Linked DNA regions of Mus musculus: all the other regions are linked to region 3. Evidence: chromatin contacts called from public HiChIP or PLAC-seq data. All regions are on one chromosome and are shown on one strand. Each heading gives the region's core, a stretch centred on a gene start, on an enhancer-like site or on the middle of the called end of the contact. The rest is flanking DNA. Distances are from core to core; before and after follow the strand shown. Region 1 has its middle 37 kb from the start of Gm25401. Region 2 has its middle 15 kb from the start of 1700063D05Rik. Region 3 has its middle 32 kb from the start of Gm36227. Region 4 overlaps Mir100hg (Mir100 Mirlet7a-2 Mir125b-1 cluster host gene). Region 5 has its middle 51 kb from the start of 1700063D05Rik.

Region 1 (3,384 bases), core at 477-2,976, 650 kb after region 3:
CTGAGGTACTTGTAGAAACTTTAAAATGAGAGCATTATGGGGACTTTATCAGCATGCCTGGAATTATGCTGAGCCACTTGATATGGAAAGTCATCTCCTTACTCTAAGACCAAGAGCAGTTTCCGAAGCTGCCTCTCATTCAACACTGGGAAAGAATTTGCTATCTCGGCAGAGATCACTTGATAAAGTGTATGAATCTAGTCCTATAAGAACCAGGGAGCAGAAGCACAGATAACATTAGAATGTCCAGGAGATCAGCTGGCTTTGGACCTGAGTGCATTTGGTGTGAGGGAGCCCCATGCACTGCTATGTCTTCAGACTAGGGCAGGACAGCGGTGTATGTAGCATCTCATGAGGCGTGCCGGGCATATGCTTCCGCACCATCCATCATGCCTTCCTTTGCATCAGCACTAAGGAAATATTAACCCCTGCCTGGGGTTGAGATGGAAGAAACAAGAGTCTGAAGGATTCTTTCTGCTCCATGTTTAATGCAAGCAAGGCAAATGACTGTAGAAAATACAGGAGGTTGCATGGGTCATGGAGAGGTAGAGATAGGGAATCCCCAGAGCGAGCTAGTGATTAGCCAAACCAGCAAGCTCTGGTTCAAATGAGAGAACCTGCGAACAATTAAGGAGACCACTTTAATTTCCACATGCATGCATGCATGCACACATGTGCTCACACACAAGTACCCACACACATGTAAACACACATGTGCACACACACAAGAATACAACTAGGGTAATGGGTTATATGGAGCTCATTTTTTTTCCTTACTCGTGTGAATGTTTGACATTTCCTAGAGTAAGACACTAAAAACACAAAAGGCAGCATCACTGCTCCTTTAAGCTTCCGGGAACAGAGAACTTTTCCTCTGCCTATTTCCACCACTCCCTGTTGTTCAGCCGGAAACACACATGTGGATAGAAACACAGTGACCAGACTCCACAGTCAAATGGAATCTACTAGAGGTAGATCTTTCCCAGGATGGAGCAGCAGGGTGCCAGGCACCTGAAGGAATACAGTAACACTCAGAGGGGGACATGGGAGAGGACGGTGGGAGCCTTTGGAAGAGAGTGTACTGACTCTATGATTTTGTCATGTCTGCCTCACAGGTGTTCTTGAGGGTAGCTGTGGGTCGCTGAGTTTCCCCCCTTCTCCCATGAGCTCTCACTGCTGCCCCATCCCAGATACAATTACCATGGGCTTCAGAAACAAAGTCTCTCACTGGCTTTTGACCCCTGCCCCCTTAATAATATTAGACTATAAAGTTGCTTAGCACAGGAGCAGTTGCCATGACGACGACATCCATATCTCTGTACGAGTGCCAGAACTGAGACCTGGGGGCTTGGGCACATGGCAAAAGGACAGCTTGTGAGGAACAATGGAGGGAGAGACTGCAGATTCTTTTCATGCCTAATTACCCATGAGCACATGGCACAATGGCTTATTTAACTCTGCCTTGGCTCAGAAACGAGGCAGGTTCCCTGTTCCAGTTGGAAGGGATTCCAGCCCTGGCCATGGAAGGGCGGGAGAAAAAGAACCAAGAGTTACGGAATTGAAGAGACCTCTTCCTAATTATTTTGCATTTTGGCCATATTTCCTCAGAAGGCAATTATTCCAAGTCAGGAGGATTGCTCCACCTCAAATATAGCTGCAGGCTGAACTCTGATAACTGGTATTAGGGACCATTGCTGCCCATGCATAGCTGGGCAATAGGATGCAGCTCAGGGTCCGTGCTCAGAACTGACTCAGCCAATCAGAGGGTAGGATGGTTTGTGAACACCCTAGGATGTAGAAAGTGACTTTTCCAGCTCCCTATTCACTCGACAGGGATAGAATTTTGGCCTGATCCCTACACACAAACACACACACACACACACACACACACACACACACACACACACACACACACACACTGGAATTTTGCAAATGGAGGGTGAGGGGTGTTGACAGGAGAGACAGAATGGCAAGAGGAGCAAAGAAGGAAGTCTATTTTCATCAGGGGGCTGGGCCACCTCTCTACACAAAGAACTCACAAAAATACCCCAAGGTGCTTTGTACTCATCAAAGATAGAAGGAGAGAAAACAAGACTACATCCTTAGAGGAATTAGAAATATGCATGATTTTCACAGATTTATGCCTTAGGCTCTTTGTTGGATTCTCTATCTTCATAGTCAAATGAATAGGCAAGAAATGCCGAGGAAATGATCTGTGCTTTTACTGATTACCAAGGCAGCACCCATGTCAACCTAGATAACCTTGCTTTACCCACTGATTGGGTCTCTGCTCCAGTCTGACCGGGATCATTTTCCTCTCTGGGTGATTTACTGATCATCCTCTCAGCCAAATAACCCTGGTCGAAGAGGTCGAAGGCTTTCCTCCTCTCTTTCCTGGCTCAGCAAAGTCCAGTGTGTCTCACTGAGCTCTCTTAGGATATCTGTTCCTTATCATTAAGTGCACTGGGATATAAGATGTCAGAGCTATCTTACCAAGGTGTCCAGAGCACACTCTAAATTATGGAAAGAAAAATGTATTTGTTAAGGAGTCATTGGTATTTTTGAGAAACTCTATAGATCTATCAACCATGAGAAGTACAGCCATAATGTATGTATATGTATATGACATATATTTATGTCTATATGCATATGTGTGTATGAATATGCATATATATAATGCATATGTATGGTGTAATGTATATGATGTGTGTATATATGTTTATGTAAGTGTACATGTACGTGTATGCGTGTACTCATATGCACACACACATAATTTTTGTAGTGACTACCAGATGAACTGGCCTTGGCTGTAAGGCAGGGCTCATGTGGATTTTAATCCCCTGCACCATAGAGAAGGGGATTAAAAAAGATGATCCTTGAGGATCTTGAGGCACCCTTGAGGCTCAGTTCACTCGTCCTTTCTGTAACCATGGGAAGTCTTATGATGTGAAAAACAGACCATGCTCAAAATATTGGGCATATGCCCAGAAGATGTTCCAACATGTAATAAGGACACATGCTCTACTATGTTCACAGCAGCCTTATTTATAACAGCCAGAAACTAGAAAGAACCCAGGTGTCCCTCAACAAAAGAACGGATACAGAAAATGTGGTACATTTACACAATGGAGTACTACTCAGCTATTAAAAACAATGAATTTATGAACTTCTTAGACAAATGGATGGACCTGGAGGATATCATCCTTAGTGAGGCAACCCAATCACAAAAGAACACACATGATATGCACTCGCTGATAAGTGGATATTAGCCCAGAAGCTCAGAATACCCAAGATACAATTTGCAAAACACATGAAACTCAATAAGAAGGAAGACCAAAGTGTGGATACTTCAATCCTTCTTAGAAGGGGGAACAAAATACCCAT
Region 2 (3,388 bases), core at 398-2,897, 760 kb after region 3:
TCTAGTTGTTGTCAAAAGGGACACTCAGCACGTTGGGAGGGAGAAAGGTCTGGGCAGCCTCCTGCAGATCCATTATAGATCTCAGCTCAAGTTCAGCCATGGGTTTGGCCATCTCTTTAACATAGGCCTGAGGCTTCTCTCAGGCTAGGGATGTGGGGCAGTGCTGAAGCTCTCAGTACAAGTGAAGCTGTGGGTCCTGCACCCAGCACTCAGAAACAGTTCTGCAGGTGGGGGAGGCCTAGACCAGGTAAACACACTCCACAGGACAGATCGTGCCTCCTCATTCCCCAGAGACCAATCAATTTAAAACTCACACTCTCCTGCCAATCACATTGTGCCTAATGGCTACTGCTCTGTAAAACTGTAGAAAGACTCACCAAACAGGCTTGGAGGGTGGGGGAGAAGGGTCACCATCTCTTCTTTGGGTGTAGGGCGGCCCCAAAGTGCTGGAACAATCAACTCCTCTTGCTTTCTGCATCGATTCCCAGCTCTGTGTGGTTCACTCAGGGGGTCCCCAGCTAAGCTAAGGCTCGCTAGAGTCTTAAATGAAAATGTGACTTTGATTTAAAGTAATGCTGCACTAATTGGATTTTACAATGTATTTCCCCTTTTTCTTGTTTAGCCTTTGCAATAAAATAATTTTAAAAAGAGAAAGATGTGTGTCATATATGTTTCCAAGATATCCCAAAGTTGAATGGAGCAGGGGTCTTCCAGGTGGCTGTCCAGGAAAATAGCCAGTTCCCCGGCTCCACCAGAGGACCATAAGCTAATGTTTTTGTAACATAAAATAGAAGTGAATTACTTGAAAAAATTTTTTTACATGTTTTTAAACCTAACAATACATTCTGGATAGTACTGCCGCGAACATATGAGTCACAGTTGCTGGGGGTGGAGGGGGTGTTAATGGCTCTGTGAAACTGAAAAACAAGATGCAAATGCTGTCTGCTCCTTCCTCAGAGTCTCTTTGTGTACGTCCTGCACTCGGAGACATTCCTCCTCCTGGGAGCCAGTTTATGGGACTGTATTTGAGATCTGTGGATGTGGCATCATTGACAGTGCTTGCCTAGCCCTCGTGACGTCCTGGGCTCAATCTTCAGTCCCTCATAAGCCAGGTGTGATGCCACACACCTGTGACCCCAGCACTGCTGGGAGGTGAAGGAAGGACGATCAGAATTCAGGTCATCCTTGACAGCACAGATAGCTGGAGGCCAGACTTCGTGAGAGTCCCTCTCAAAAACTAAACAATGTTAAAAAAATTCTCTCCAGGGTTTCTGACACCCTGAGGTCTACAGTGACAGTATTTTTTTTAAATCTGTCCCTCAAATGCAAATCAGCTCTTAGATCCACGAGCTTTTTCTGCCGGTTTATACTTTTACTCCTTCCAAAAGAAAAAAAATATATGTTTTTACTGTGATTGGAGTAGGCATAGCGGCTGGTGCTGGAAGGGAGGGATGCTGAGCTGTGAGCTTTGTGAGCTGGCAGCCGCAAGGTTTTCCTCTCCGTGCAGCATCGTGCTGAGATATATGTGTTGCACAGACACATTCCTTTGGCAAACAGACTGTTCTTTTTTGTATAGGCCTCCAACACTCTGTGCACAGGGAGAGGAATCTAAGGCTGAGCTTCCAGAGAGGCAGTGCCTGTATCTGGCCACAAGGAGGCGCTCAGAGCACGGTGCGAGCCAATGTAAGACAAAACACTCTTGCTCTTTGGTAGGAAAGAAGGTTGCTGGAGATTGTTCCCCGCAGATGTTAAGACAGGAGGCTATTTACTGTAAAGTGGTCTATCAGGCCTGCTCAGACATCACATCTTACAGCAGCTACTGTAAAAAGAAGATGGATTCTAGAGTGGAGGTATAATGGCTGGCCGAGCTGCCTTCCAAGAAAATTAGCCACCCTGCTGCGACTTTGCTACCAGATGAAAAGAGCCTGGAAACACACACACACACACACACACACACACACACACTTCCTTAAACAAGCTGAGCAGGGTGACTCACATGTGTAATCCTAGTATCTGAGAGGTTGAAGGCAGACTACAACAAGGTCAAGGGCTAGCCCAGGCTACATATATAGTGAGTTCCAAGAAAGCTTGGGTCTGGCATAGGGTAAGACCCAATATCAAGAAAACATACATACAAGTATACATACATATATGCACAAATACATACATCCTTATACATACATATACACATGCATACATACATGAACACTGATACTTAAACATGCATGCATGCATGAATTCACAGATGCATGCATATATATATATACACGTACACACATACACATACACAAACATGCATATTACTAACTAGCCATTATTAAAAACTGGCAGAGAGAAGCTTGTATCCCTTGCTGCATAAACATCCCTCTGTTTGGTTTTGGTTTATTTTTGTGCTCTGAGTTCAAGTTCTCCAAGGAGGGAGACACAGCATTCCAAAGGTGGGTCCTGTCTCACTGCAAGTTAATATTGAGCAACCAGGAATTCTCCTTAAGTTGCACACGCCCCTTCCTAACGAAGCAGGCTCCAGAGCTCAGGGATTGATCCGACTCTGCTCAATGTGTGTGTCTGACTTCCTTTGTGGTGACACGTTAACTCTTTTGAGAAAGAAATCTGACCATATTCTTTGTCTCCTGTTGCAATATCCAGAACATGAGATACAACTATGTCCTGTTAACTCATACAGACGGAGGCTGTGTCTCATTTCCTTTAATCTATACTGCTCTTGTGACCTGCTGTGCCAGTAGAAAGTTCCCAAATGGCACTACTGCACTTGGCCCCAGACCTCCCGATGGCTGGTAGTCTCCACTTTCATCTTCTTGGATGACTGCCACCACGGTGCAGAAGTCTAAACAAAGAGGCTTTATACAGACAGAGCATCCTGGAGGATAAAGGGAAGGTAGGAGGCCCAGGGTGCCCCTGCATTTTATAGCTGGACCAGCTGAGGTACCAGCCATGAGAGTGGGACCTGCTTGGATCCTGGACTCTTTGGTGAGCTACCCCAGCAGACAGCATGGAACAGATGATCCATCGCTGACAAAGCACAGTACAAACTACAGAATCATAAACAAGTAACTAGCTGATTCCACCCATTTGGTTTGGTTTGGTTTGGTTTGGTTTGGTTTGGTTTGGTTTGGTTTGGTTTGGTTTGGTTTGGTCTGAGATATAATCTCCTCACTCAACTGGCCTCAAACCTGCTCTATAGCCAAGTATGGCCTTGAACTCTTAATCCTTCTGTCCACCCTGCAAGTTGTGGGGTTACAGGATTATGCCATCATGTGTGGCTTTATGTGGTGTCAGAGTTCGAACCCGGGGTTTCGTGCATACTAAGCCAGCATCCTGTCAAACAACCTACAACCTCAGTCTACCTGCTGAATTTTGAAGTGGCATT
Region 3 (3,578 bases), core at 243-2,742:
GATAGACAGAGCCTCAGTTTCCTTTTTAACCCTGTCGGTTTGTAGGTTAGAGGACACAGTCAGACTGTACAGACAGACAGACAGACTTTGGGGAATGTTGCCCCAGAGCTGAGGATGTGCCCACCAGCCCAGCCCGGTCAAGGGACACAGGAGCCCCTGGCAAGCCTGCATCTTTTGACCAGTGTTTTGCTCTTTCTATTAACCCCTTGTCACCTGTGGAAAGCAGGTACGTAGGAGCACATACAGTTACCCAGTAACACCTAAGAACCTCCATCTGGTAAGGAAAAGACAACTGAGACTGGAGCCTGGGTCTTGGATCACGGCTGACCTGGAGTGACAGGAGGCAAATGATGGTCCCTTGACACCATGTTCCCAGAAAGGCTGAGAATGGCTTATCTGTAAGGGCTGGAGGCTAGGGCAGAAGCAGGCTGGGGGAAGGAATTCCTCACTGAGACCAAAGGTGGATTCTACATCCCTCCCTAGTCTGTACTCTTCTCCCTGCCTCTGAGGTCCTAGCTGTCATTGTGTGTAACGCTGACACGCACACGTTTTCCTCTGACGTATTTGTACACATATATACTTCTTGCAAACACTTGTGCGGAGTGTTAGGCACTTGGCAGGCAAGCAATGAATAACTTGGGGAAGACTGAACAAAACGCTAAGGTTGTATGTCATGGCTGTCAGTGAGGTCCCTGTTCAGAGCTGGGATCCACCACTGGCTTTTTGAGGGTGGACGAGTTACACAGAAAGGGATGGACAAGCTCTGCCTGACGACAGTAGTATCTCTGAACTCTGGAGCATTCTCAGACCTACTGCACAACCATAGCAGGAAAGAGAGCTGGTTGGTGGGAGTGCAGGGCGGGAGCTGGGAAGTGGTTTCTTTGTTCTGGGAGATTTCAGCCGGCACGAACCGCAAATTTTACTGTCTGCACACCAAGAGCCCCTCCCCTCCCCCTTACCGCCTTCCTTTCCAACCTGAGAATTCATTCGCTGCCACCCTCGGTCTCTTCCTCTGCCCCAGAGCAGTCACCAGGGAAAGATCTCTTTGTTGAGAACACCCCGAGACAACTCAGAGTTGCAGAGTTCCCAGGGCACTGCCAGGGTTGCCCTCCGAGGAGAGTGGTCTCCCGGGCACAGACCCCCACCTGTTGATCTCTCCTTTCCCCGGGGGTGAGCGGCAACTTGCATTGTGCCGGGATCTCACGCGTTTCCCCGGCAGGCTCGGCAGATGGCGCTCATGAGCAAAGCCACCACGGTCCCTTCCCTGCCCCTCCCCACCGTCGGGGCCTCGCTGGGCTAAAGCAAAAACAGATGTTTTCATCATTTTTGGATCTGGCACGTGACTTGCAGTTCAGCAATGTGCCGACAGAACCCAGAGTTGTGTGTTTCCTTCATCTCCCGCAAAATAAAACAATCTTCCTTAAATGAGCGTTCCTCTAAGTGAGCCTGCGACACACGATCTCTTTAGCACAAGGGGTTGTTTGCTTAATGGAACTCCAACTGCGAGTGCCCTGCTAGCCAGTCTTGGGTCTATAATTGGGAAGAGGTCCTTTTTCAGAGAAGACAGTGAGCGGCCAGACTGGCTATCTTTACCTTAAGGGCTGGGGACAGGCGCTAGCGTTTTAAAAATAGCCCTGGTCTGGCTGGCGAGGAACCTGCCTTGCGTGGGTGCATAGGGGTCGCGAACAAAACAGGAAGGCCGAGGCGGCGCGCCCTGTTCCCCGCGCCCACGGCAGGTGGCAGCATTGGCCCGAGCTGGCCTCTGCCACTGGCCAAGCCCAAAGAGGGCCCTTTTACTTTCGGTGGCCTCAAAATTATTAGTTCCAGATGAATTCTTGCGATTGTAATATTTGGTTTAACCCAATCGGCCCGATTGCGTCAGCGTACGCTCACACTCAGCCGTCTGAAGTCTAACCAGACATCAGAGGCTTGTTTCAGGAGTGTCAACATTCCTCATCCTTTGAAAGAATTAAAACAAAAAAACGCAAACGCTGATTTATCCCCAAAGGAAAGGGGGGCTGAACAGACGTGCAGCTAGGGTGACCAGAGGGAGTGAACGTGGAGATTCAGGCGGGAGTCAACAGTTGAACCTTGACGAAGCCTGCTTGGGGAGAATTGGAGTTCTTTGTCGATCTAGGACGGACCTCTGGGTTTTATGAAGGTTGGGGCGAATAAGCTGAACTGGTTTGTGAGACAAGAGGCCTGGAGTCATGTAGACTGCTATTGCCAGGCACAGAACACGCTGAGCCTCTGTTTAACCCTTGGCCTGGCTGCTCCTTCCAGGGCCAGACACAGCCTCCTAACAGCTGTGGGGGATTTCTGAATCTCCCTTAAGGATGCAAGCTGTGTTTCCTGAGGATAGCAGCCCACACCCCAGAGGACCTCTTGAAAAGATGAGGCCTCCAGCAGACCTTGCTGAGTGGACCCGCTGGAATGATCATATGTCTTGTAAACAGCCCTTTGCGTGTCACACACCAGGCAGGGATGCTTGGGGACCCATTCTAGTAGTCTCGGGTTTTACAGGTGTTATCCTATGAGATTAAAAGACTGCACGCTGAGTGCAGGGGCACTGATAGTTAAATCTGGCCACAAGACACACAGTTCCACCCACGAGAGCAGAAAGGGTGCCCTGCCTCCCTTGGCTGAGCTGGAATGACTTGTCCTCGGAAAAGAAGGTCTGGTCTTTACTGTGCGGTCCCCATCCATGCATTTTTTTTTCCAATCTGTCTTCAAACTCTTCAAGTAATGTGGTCAAGGAAGCTAGGGAGATTTCTGCTAGCTAATTTCAGGGAGCTTGCCGGCTTTCAAGCAGGTCTCTGGCTCAACTCGGTGCTGATCAAAAGCCAGCACCCATCTGGCAGATGCCTCAGGTCCTGCCCTTGGAGAGCTAGCTGGTGGTGGCTGACTGGGGTCGGAGTCTGCCAGGCAGGCTGGCTGTGCGGCCATCTTGTCCTTCCCTTTTCTCTGCCCAGTGGTGGTTGAGCTCAGTGAATCAAGCATGGAAATAAAAATGGTGGGTGAACACCTCCAGACTGTTTTGAGGTCTTGGTGTCCTGGATATTCCTTTCTCTCTGAAAAATACATGCCTCTGCATGGTAAGACTGTATGGTGCTCCACCTGGGCTGAGCCGGGGGCAGGGGAGTGAACTAAGCTGGAGAAGCAGGCGTATTGACAACAGGACTCCTTGGGATGGTGGAAGAATTCCAGTGTTCTTGGGACTCACTGACTTGATTTTCTTCTGAGAATCAGCTTTTGAACATCTGACTGTGCAGAGGTTTTCAGTTCTGACTGCTTACGATCAGTTTGAACCATTGAGCCCTCCATTTCTGAGCATCAGAAGTTCAGTTGGAGGTCAGCTTGGGCTCCAATGGACCCTATCAATGTGGGAAGGAAGGATTCTCACACAAAGCTGCTTGCATCACAGTGAAAAGGGAATGGGTTAAAAACCCACAGCTGTATCGCTACTAGGTGGTTGGAATATACAGCCAGATTATCTGTCTGTCTGTCTGTCTGTCTATCTATCTATCTATCTATCTATCTATCTATCTATCTATCTACCTACCTACCTACCTACCTAC
Region 4 (3,541 bases), core at 185-2,684, 560 kb after region 3:
GGGGAAATAAATAAATAGCATACAAAAGTTATCCTTTTAATTCAAAGAGTTATCTGGGATCCTCAATGGTAGTCAAAGTTCATGAAACTACTGTGGTGATTATGAAGATGGAAAAATTATTATTTGACTTACACTCGTAATAGCCTCTGGTTGCAGAAAGGATTCCTGTCTCCTGGAAGAGACATGGTGAATAAGGTCAACTGAAGTTGTTTGGTTTTGGAAACATTATCTTGTTGGAGAAAACACTTACTCTTTGCACTTAGGAGCTCCTGGTGGTCTCAGTTGGTCAGCAATAGTGAAACTCTCCTGAAACATCACAGCCTCGGGAAGATGAGGTCAGTCCATTGCAGGATTCACTAAGAGTGAACAGAGAAAGCTGAGTTACCTGGAGTAGGGGTACAATGACTGCACCACGGTCCCAACATTCACCCATGTCATCTCACACGTGGGTGCCCTTAACAAGCTGGGTTTTGTCCCCAGTATTTAACAAACTCCCTTGAATATCTTCTTTACTTGAATATACTTCTTTGAGTGCTGTACTGGGTTTAGGGAGCCAGCAACCTCTGCCTGAACTCTTCATCCTAGAGTATGGGAAGCCATTAACAAAAAGTTTTCAAGACCACAACATATGAGACATTTTGGGCTGGTGTGACTGCATTAATGGAAACACACATTTCTCCCTGAACATTACTGTCAGATGAGACAGTGAAACCCACAGGAATGAGAAGGAAAGCAAGTGTCCCACCCGAGACTATACACACTTCACTTGCTATTCCCCGATGCCTCATCTCCGAACTTGGGTGTAGCCCAAAGCTGAGGCTGAGATCACACAAGCTCCCACTTCTGTTCGTGCTGTGAGCCTCCCAAAGGAGCATTCCCTATCCCCTGGCTTCAGAGGACACAAACCTTCCTTTGATCAGGAAGGCAAGCAGCCAGGCCATGCAAACAGCAAAGGCGATCAACACCAGCATCTGGACTGCAAGGTTGACTGTATTGTCTTCACGAATTAAAAATGACACATCGCAAAGATTACACGGCTCTGGTAGACCTCATGGCCTGCCTGACATGCTGGTTCAGTCTAAATCACGGACTCATTCAGACACCCAAACAAATTAACACATGTTTCTTGATGATACAAAATTGCATCTGTGTGTGTGTGTGTGTGTGTGTGTTCAAACCACTATACAAACACATCATCAATTAAATATTTATCAGACTTCCACTGACCTATGAAAGTCATCATCCACTAGCCCTCAGAGCACCATGGCTGGCTGGTTTTAAAAGCTAGCTTGCAGCTTTGGTCAGTGGAACACATTAGACCTTTCTCTGTGAAAAGCTCTTTCTATCTTTTGAACCGGATCCACACCCTGGGCTGAATGAAGCTTTTAGAACCAGTGAGAACCAGATGGCCCTCCGAGATCATTTTTGAATGTTTGGATCTGAGTCATTTGTATGCAGAAGGTTTCACAAAATAGCAATCTGGGTGGCAGGCTCCAGGCTGGGTCCAGCTTTCCAGACAGCCCATCTTTGCCTACAATTGAGAAGACAATATTGTAAGGTTCCATAAAAATATTGCAACATTTATCTATATGTGTAGCATCAAATAAATGAAGTGTACTTGTCAGGCTGCTATTTCTATGGGAGGTCTCACAGCTCCGCCTTCTCTCCCCTCCTCCCCCACCCCATTCCTTTTGCTTGTTTCCATTCCACCTATAGGGTTTTGTTTTGTTTTGTTTAAATCACAGGCATAGAGCCAGCATTGTGAACCAGCCAGCAGAGGGTACTACGTTACTGGTGCAATAATCCAAGCCACAACAAACACGGAGCTGAGAACATTTAGATGAATTAAAATGGGCTCCACTCAAATTGTGCTCTGGGAGTTCCTCGTTTACAAAGGAAAGGCTGTGGGATGGAAGATATGAGAAGGAGCAGATCCACAAGGTCTGCTCATCCATAAGGAAAGGCGAGGGTCTTAGTCTGAGAGCAGACCAAGGGGTGGAGCACACTCAAGTTCAAAAAGGGGGACGTGATCCAAACTAAGAGGTACGCTTACAGTCATTTACTGTAGAGGAAAACAACTAACTTATATTAACACAGATATAAGCAGAGGGATATTATCGCAATCTTATTTCCAGTCACTCCAAGCTGGAAGGAATCAGAATGCCCCGTAATCCACGAATGGAAGACCAAGAACAGTGTTGTTACATGCGGAACACTATGGAGCTACAAAAGCGAGGAAGTTCTAGCTGGATGAGGATGTGGTAACTTATGACTGTAATCCCAACACTCAAGATGCTGAGACAGGGGATTAATGCTAGTTCAACACTGATGTGGATGGCATAGTAAGGATCTGATCGAATAATAATGAAAAGAGTTACTGACAGAGCAATACGGATGAGCCTAAAGGACATTGTATTGAGTGGAGGACGCCATCCACCCACCCCACCCCCACTCCCTGCCAAGTGTCACCTTCTAATTCCGTTAATACACTACTCTCAGCAAACTTGGGGCTCTAAAGACAGGACATGGCAGAGGTATGTGAGTACAAAGCAGTGGTATGGGAAAACATTTAGGATGGCAAATGTTCTGCTATGAGTGATGATTCCAAACAGGAATTAAAATCATAGACCCACACACCCAAGAAAATTAATTTCTTTATATGCTAGTTTTAGAAGTAAAAGATTTTAAAGAAAAAATATGTGTTTAAGATGACTGCTATAAATATACATATGTATACACATACATATACATGCACATGCACACACACACACACACACACACACACACACACACACACACACACACACACACACCCTGACACAACTGTGAGCAGTATAGGATAAGCGGATACATGAGAAGTCTGGAGAGTGGGGGAAGGAAGCTGTTAACTCAATGGTAGACTGCTTCTCTGCCTGGCACATGCAAGAATCTGTTTTCAATTTTGCTTTGAAAGTGGGGAGAGGATGCTGTGGGTAAAGTGCATTTGTGGTCATCTCCAAAAATATGCAGAAAGACCAAACATAGAAGGTCGGGGTGAAACTGAACCCAATAGACCAGGTTAGCAAGAACCAGGTAAGATGAGACTCCACATGGCAGATTGGTATATATGCATAGTAGGGCTTCACTGCCTCCAGCAGCTCAGGCTGAAGGGACCAGATGAGCCATCTGGCTCCACATGGTGGTGACACAGCCATGGCTAACAATCATTACTGGTACCATATCAGGGTCTGCCCAGCTTAGAACCGACATCCATGAGAGTATGAAATATTCTCTAGGGATTTCTCTCCCCAGCTTACTGGGGGAAAAAAAAAGGCTCACTAGCTCTGGGCAGGAACTCAGGTGAGAGGCCAAGTAGCCAGAGAAAAACTGACCAATCCTTGTGAGAAGTTTATCATCCCCAGACCCTTGTTATGTCTCGAAGCTCATCTGTTATCTAGCTTGGGATAGCATTTCCTCTTATCCAGGGCAGTTATCAGCCTGTGGGCTACAATCCCCACAGGGTTCACGTATCAGATATCTTACATAACAGACATCTACATTA
Region 5 (3,959 bases), core at 535-3,034, 690 kb after region 3:
GTCATTGTGGTTCGTGGGCTTTACGGCTAAATAGGAATATTAATTGCTTTCCTCCCTTGGAAGTTCTTTCAGCCCTTTCAGATGCTAGGAAAGCCAGTCCTCAAGTTGGAAGCTTCCAGACCAGTTCCAGCCCTTTAAATCATTTGTCCAACGTGTGGTGACTTCTGCAAGTTCCTGGAGGCAACCAAGAGCGATAGTCTTTATTGTTTGGGAGTCATACCCAAGTATATGCCAATAGCACTTAAATCTTGGTAGTAACAAACAGCCACCTAACCAGACATAAATACCTCTTAATAGGTGGGAATTTGTGTCTGGTACTATAAACATAGCCAACTACCTGAGGCTGGTAAAGTCATGGACCCCAGAGAAGAACCTAGCTCCTCTGCTTTCCGAAATCAGTATAATTCCCCAATCAGTATAATTCCCCACTGCATTCTAAATACCTGTCCTTATAGGTCACAGATGAGAGCACATTTTACCCCTTCACTCCCCCATCAAAGAAGCTCCTTTCTGTAGCAGATGGAGACTATTGCACATCCCACAATTCCTCAATATGCCAATTTCCCCCTGCAGCTGTTAACATCTACAGTACAGTTTCTATACCTAAGGCTCATGGAGCATCATGGAAGAGGGAGCAAAAGGTTGTAAAAGCCAGGGGATCAGGATATCTGCTACCAAAGAGTGTCTTCTATACATGACAGGGAAGTTGAAATATTAATGATAGTTGATTTAAGCAAGACCTGAATGATGACAATACCGGTTGACATGCCAGTGTGAACCAGGGAAATCTCACAAGGCTCCACCCCTAGATAAAGAGCTATAAGTGATTGATGGCTGGTGAGAGGAAAAGAATCAGTGTTTTCCAACAATGAACCCCCTGACAGGTTATCAAATCTCAAGTGATGAGCACTAAACACATATGCATATCAGAAACACTAAATGTATGCAGCTGGCTGTGTTTACATATACACATACATATATTGGAGTTGGAGGAGGGAGAGTATAAGGTAGAAATGACACAAATAAACTCACGTATGAAGTTCTCAAAAATAGTAATAATAATAGCTTTAGAAGATCACATGGAAATGCTATTCTACCACTTATCATTAGATCATATTATGACGCCCAGGCAACCACGTAAGTGAATGAGAGATAGCTTATTCCAGAGGAGGAAAGAGTGAGCATGGCTCAGGAATAGAGATTCAGGTTGCTTCAAAACACCACATTCCAGTGTTAGGACCATTTTGACAAGTTTATATAGTAATAAAATAAAGAAAATCATGAGTCAGGACACTTTTAAGATACATTATAGGAAACATCATGTAGGTAGATTACAGCCAAGTATGGAAATCTCCATAATAGGCTACAGATGGCAACTGATAACAACACTCTTAGCATCTCCAACCTTATCAACTGTTACGAAGATTATGTAAGAGCATATAAATACGAGGGATTTCGCATTTTATCTAACATGGCGTGGGGGTTATTACACTGTGGTTGAACACCAACATCTAACTCTGAATATCTCTTTTTTAGCTCATGACCTCTTGGCACTTCCACCTATCTTCTTTAGGTAAGATTTAGGCTATAGCATTATCCAATTGATAGCTATCTCCAGTTGTGTAATAGCACACCAAAGGAGATAGTTAAGAATTGGACTCCAAAAAAAGACCTCTGAGTTATCTTCCTGGAATGGCAAGAACCAGTTCACTGTGAGTCATTCAGACAATCTTTCCCTATCCCCAAATGAGTTACTGTCATAGCTGCAAGCACCTCCACCCGTTGTCTCCACCCATAATTGTGAATCAGGGTTTCCATCCAGATAACCAGCTTATGAGAATGCAGAACCCAGGAGCCTGGCCTCATTAGCACCACATGAGAGACAGTTGGTTTCCTGATCCTAGATCTCTATCTATGTCCATTCATATTCACCAAGTTTACCTTTTGATTATAAATGAATGAAAGCTCTATACACCTCAATAAAAAAGTTAAACTTTGTTTTTGTTATGTTCCAGAATAGAATCTGGGAAAGAGTTAGAGAATAAGCATGCCATGTGTGTGTGTGTGTGTGTGTGAGAGAGAGAGAGAGAGAGAGGGGGGGGGGAGAGAGAGATTCGCTTTTAAAATACCTGGAGTTTCAACACGGGAGTGTTTATATAGTAACTTGCATTGGTTTCAGGCATGCTGGCAGCAGATCAAATCCCCAGCCAAGTGTTACAGCCGTAATTTTATTTTGATTTTAATTAGTATCAATTAAGACTAAAAAAATAGACAGTGTGGACGAACAATGTGTGGTTGGCTCTAACAAGTAAATTAGATACTTTGCAGGAAAGAGAAAGAGAAAACCAAGGGGACGCTGCTTTCTTTTCTAATCCCTTGATCCTCCCCATAGCTGCTGCTCTGGGCAACTCGAGATTCTGGGATAGTGCCTGTGTTAATTCTCAGGGATTCACATCTGTGGTGGGAAATTAAAGGTAGGAAATATGTACACCTCAGACTGCCTTCCAACATACTAATGGGCTTACATTGTCTTGCACTGAGTCCCTGAATCATGTATGAATTCCTCTTTTTCACTTCACGTCTGCAACACTCACAGTATAGGACTCACTGAGATGTTCTGTCTGCTTTTTTTTTCTTCATTCTGTCACCTAACCCCAGGTAACCTTGTGGATAAGAAACTCTGTAATGAAAGGCATCTGGCAGTGTCCTGATAAATGTTAACAGATTTTTTAAATATTTTTATTTAGATGAGTAGGTGGAGATAGATAGATAGATAAATAGATAGATAGATAGATAGATAGATAGATAGATAGATAGATAGATAGATAGATAGATAGATGATGGATAGATAGATGATAGATAGATAGATAGATAGATAGATAGATAGATAGATAGATAGATAGATAGATAGATAGATAGATAGATAAGAGAATGATAAGGTAGATGATATAAAATAAGTATCTAGCAAAATGTTACTGACATATTTGGGCTATAGTATAGTGAACTATTTACAAATAATGATATAATACTACCAATACTATGTAAGTCTATTGTTTCATACAATATAAATATAACACTCTTTATCATAAGGTTTGTGTAGAAGCCGGTTCTTAGCATGAGTTCATTCATAGATTTCTGCCAAACTCTCGTCCTCATGTCTACAGTGAGAGCACACCAGCTCCAAGCACCCATCCCTGCACAGCCCTTCTGGTGTATAAACCTGCATCCACCCTGAGCCATATGTGTGGTTATCCCTGTAGGCTGTTAAGCCTGTGCACACAGTATGACAATGATATGGAAAATAACTTACCTACAGCTTACTGCAGACAGTACTCGAGCTGCAGGTCTGAGCTGCTTGGCCACAGCATAACCCCCTGCATGCAAGCCTCCCCGTGAGCCTGGCGTGCTACCTTGTGGCCCAGAATAGCTAGTTTCTAACCACCAATGAGATTGCTTCTGAAGACGGATTTGGGGAGACTTGAGCAATATCTACATTACAGTGTAGAAGCAACTTCAAGCATATGGGGAATATTGAAATGTAGTAAAATAAACAGAAGAGGACACTGGATGGACAATTATTACTTGTGTGTCTGGGTGTGTGCATGTGTGTGCACGTGCATATGCACGTGTGTACACATGCACTTGCATGTATGACACCTATGGAAGTCGGAAGGCAACCTGTGGGACTCAGTTCTCTCTTTCCATCATGTGAGTTCTAGGGGTCAAACTCAGTTCACCAGACTCGGTAGCACGTTCCTTCTGAGCCAACGTACCAGTCCTATCATTTTTGTTTTAATATAATTTGTAACACTGTGAGTATACACAATCTAAGTTGTAAGAATGGCCACATTTAGTAACTGATGGGCAAACTTCCTAAACCTTAACAGACATGGTGGCTCTTGGGGGCCTTTGTGAGTCAACCTCGGCACATCGCTAAATCCATCTAAGCAATCTGATTC

What was found. HiChIP or PLAC-seq counts read pairs in DNA pulled down with a chosen protein or histone mark.
Region 1: a contact with region 3 is called in an H3K4me3 HiChIP or PLAC-seq map of embryonic hindbrain, with 8 times the contacts expected there. The contact joins two enhancer-like sites. A contact is called at or near these places in 14 of 115 datasets of contacts at active chromatin or transcription factors (the NIH/3T3 cell line, craniofacial prominence, differentiating embryonic stem cells and 10 more) and 1 of 9 other capture datasets (embryonic stem cells).
Region 2: an H3K4me3 HiChIP or PLAC-seq map of embryonic basal ganglia shows a contact between it and region 3, with 4 times the contacts expected there. The contact joins two enhancer-like sites. A contact is called at or near these places in 1 of 39 promoter capture datasets (embryonic stem cells), 1 of 15 datasets of contacts at CTCF or cohesin (embryonic stem cells), 5 of 484 Hi-C or Micro-C datasets (bone marrow-derived macrophages, cerebral cortex, embryonic stem cells and 1 more), 20 of 115 datasets of contacts at active chromatin or transcription factors (DN3 thymocytes, Th17 cells, bone marrow-derived macrophages and 16 more) and 1 of 9 other capture datasets (liver).
Region 4: an H3K4me3 HiChIP or PLAC-seq map of forebrain shows a contact between it and region 3, with 10 times the contacts expected there. The contact joins two enhancer-like sites. A contact is called at or near these places in 3 of 15 datasets of contacts at CTCF or cohesin (the NIH/3T3 cell line, large pre-B cells and stem cell-derived epiblast-like cells), 14 of 484 Hi-C or Micro-C datasets (the N1E-115 cell line, brain, cerebral cortex and 8 more), 19 of 115 datasets of contacts at active chromatin or transcription factors (SST interneurons, cardiomyocytes, craniofacial prominence and 14 more) and 1 of 9 other capture datasets (embryonic stem cells).
Region 5: a contact with region 3 is called in an H3K27ac HiChIP or PLAC-seq map of a colorectal cancer cell line, with 15 times the contacts expected there. The contact joins two enhancer-like sites. A contact is called at or near these places in 2 of 15 datasets of contacts at CTCF or cohesin (the NIH/3T3 cell line and large pre-B cells), 2 of 484 Hi-C or Micro-C datasets (the F1.1 cell line and bone marrow-derived macrophages) and 17 of 115 datasets of contacts at active chromatin or transcription factors (bone marrow-derived macrophages, a colorectal cancer cell line, craniofacial prominence and 11 more).

What each region holds. Positions count from the first base shown.
Region 1 is chr9:41,301,348-41,304,731 of GRCm38.p6, reverse strand. No RefSeq gene overlaps it. Among named protein-coding and RNA genes, the nearest start is that of Gm25401, 37 kb to the left of the region's middle. Within about 2 kb of position 1,726, at least 26 of the 459 cell types and tissues checked have an H3K27ac peak or open chromatin away from gene starts, as enhancers often do.
Region 2 is chr9:41,189,545-41,192,932 of GRCm38.p6, reverse strand. No RefSeq gene overlaps it. Among named protein-coding and RNA genes, the nearest start is that of 1700063D05Rik, 15 kb to the left of the region's middle. Within about 2 kb of position 1,647, at least 39 of the 459 cell types and tissues checked have an H3K27ac peak or open chromatin away from gene starts, as enhancers often do. A contact at or near this core is called in cerebral cortex, where this site is marked.
Region 3 is chr9:41,948,980-41,952,557 of GRCm38.p6, reverse strand. No RefSeq gene overlaps it. Among named protein-coding and RNA genes, the nearest start is that of Gm36227, 32 kb to the right of the region's middle. RefSeq lists an enhancer at 1-3,418. Within about 2 kb of position 1,492, at least 231 of the 459 cell types and tissues checked have an H3K27ac peak or open chromatin away from gene starts, as enhancers often do. A contact at or near this core is called in the N1E-115 cell line, cerebral cortex, a colorectal cancer cell line and 4 more, where this site is marked.
Region 4 is chr9:41,390,009-41,393,549 of GRCm38.p6, reverse strand. It overlaps Mir100hg (Mir100 Mirlet7a-2 Mir125b-1 cluster host gene), which reads right to left. Exons shown (of 5, transcript NR_131928.1): 2 at 251-356. Among named protein-coding and RNA genes, the nearest start is that of Mir100hg, 15 kb to the right of the region's middle. Within about 2 kb of position 1,434, at least 30 of the 459 cell types and tissues checked have an H3K27ac peak or open chromatin away from gene starts, as enhancers often do. A contact at or near this core is called in the N1E-115 cell line, cerebral cortex, cortical neurons and 2 more, where this site is marked.
Region 5 is chr9:41,255,241-41,259,199 of GRCm38.p6, reverse strand. No RefSeq gene overlaps it. Among named protein-coding and RNA genes, the nearest start is that of 1700063D05Rik, 51 kb to the right of the region's middle. Within about 2 kb of position 1,784, at least 11 of the 459 cell types and tissues checked have an H3K27ac peak or open chromatin away from gene starts, as enhancers often do. A contact at or near this core is called in a colorectal cancer cell line and fibro-adipogenic progenitors, where this site is marked.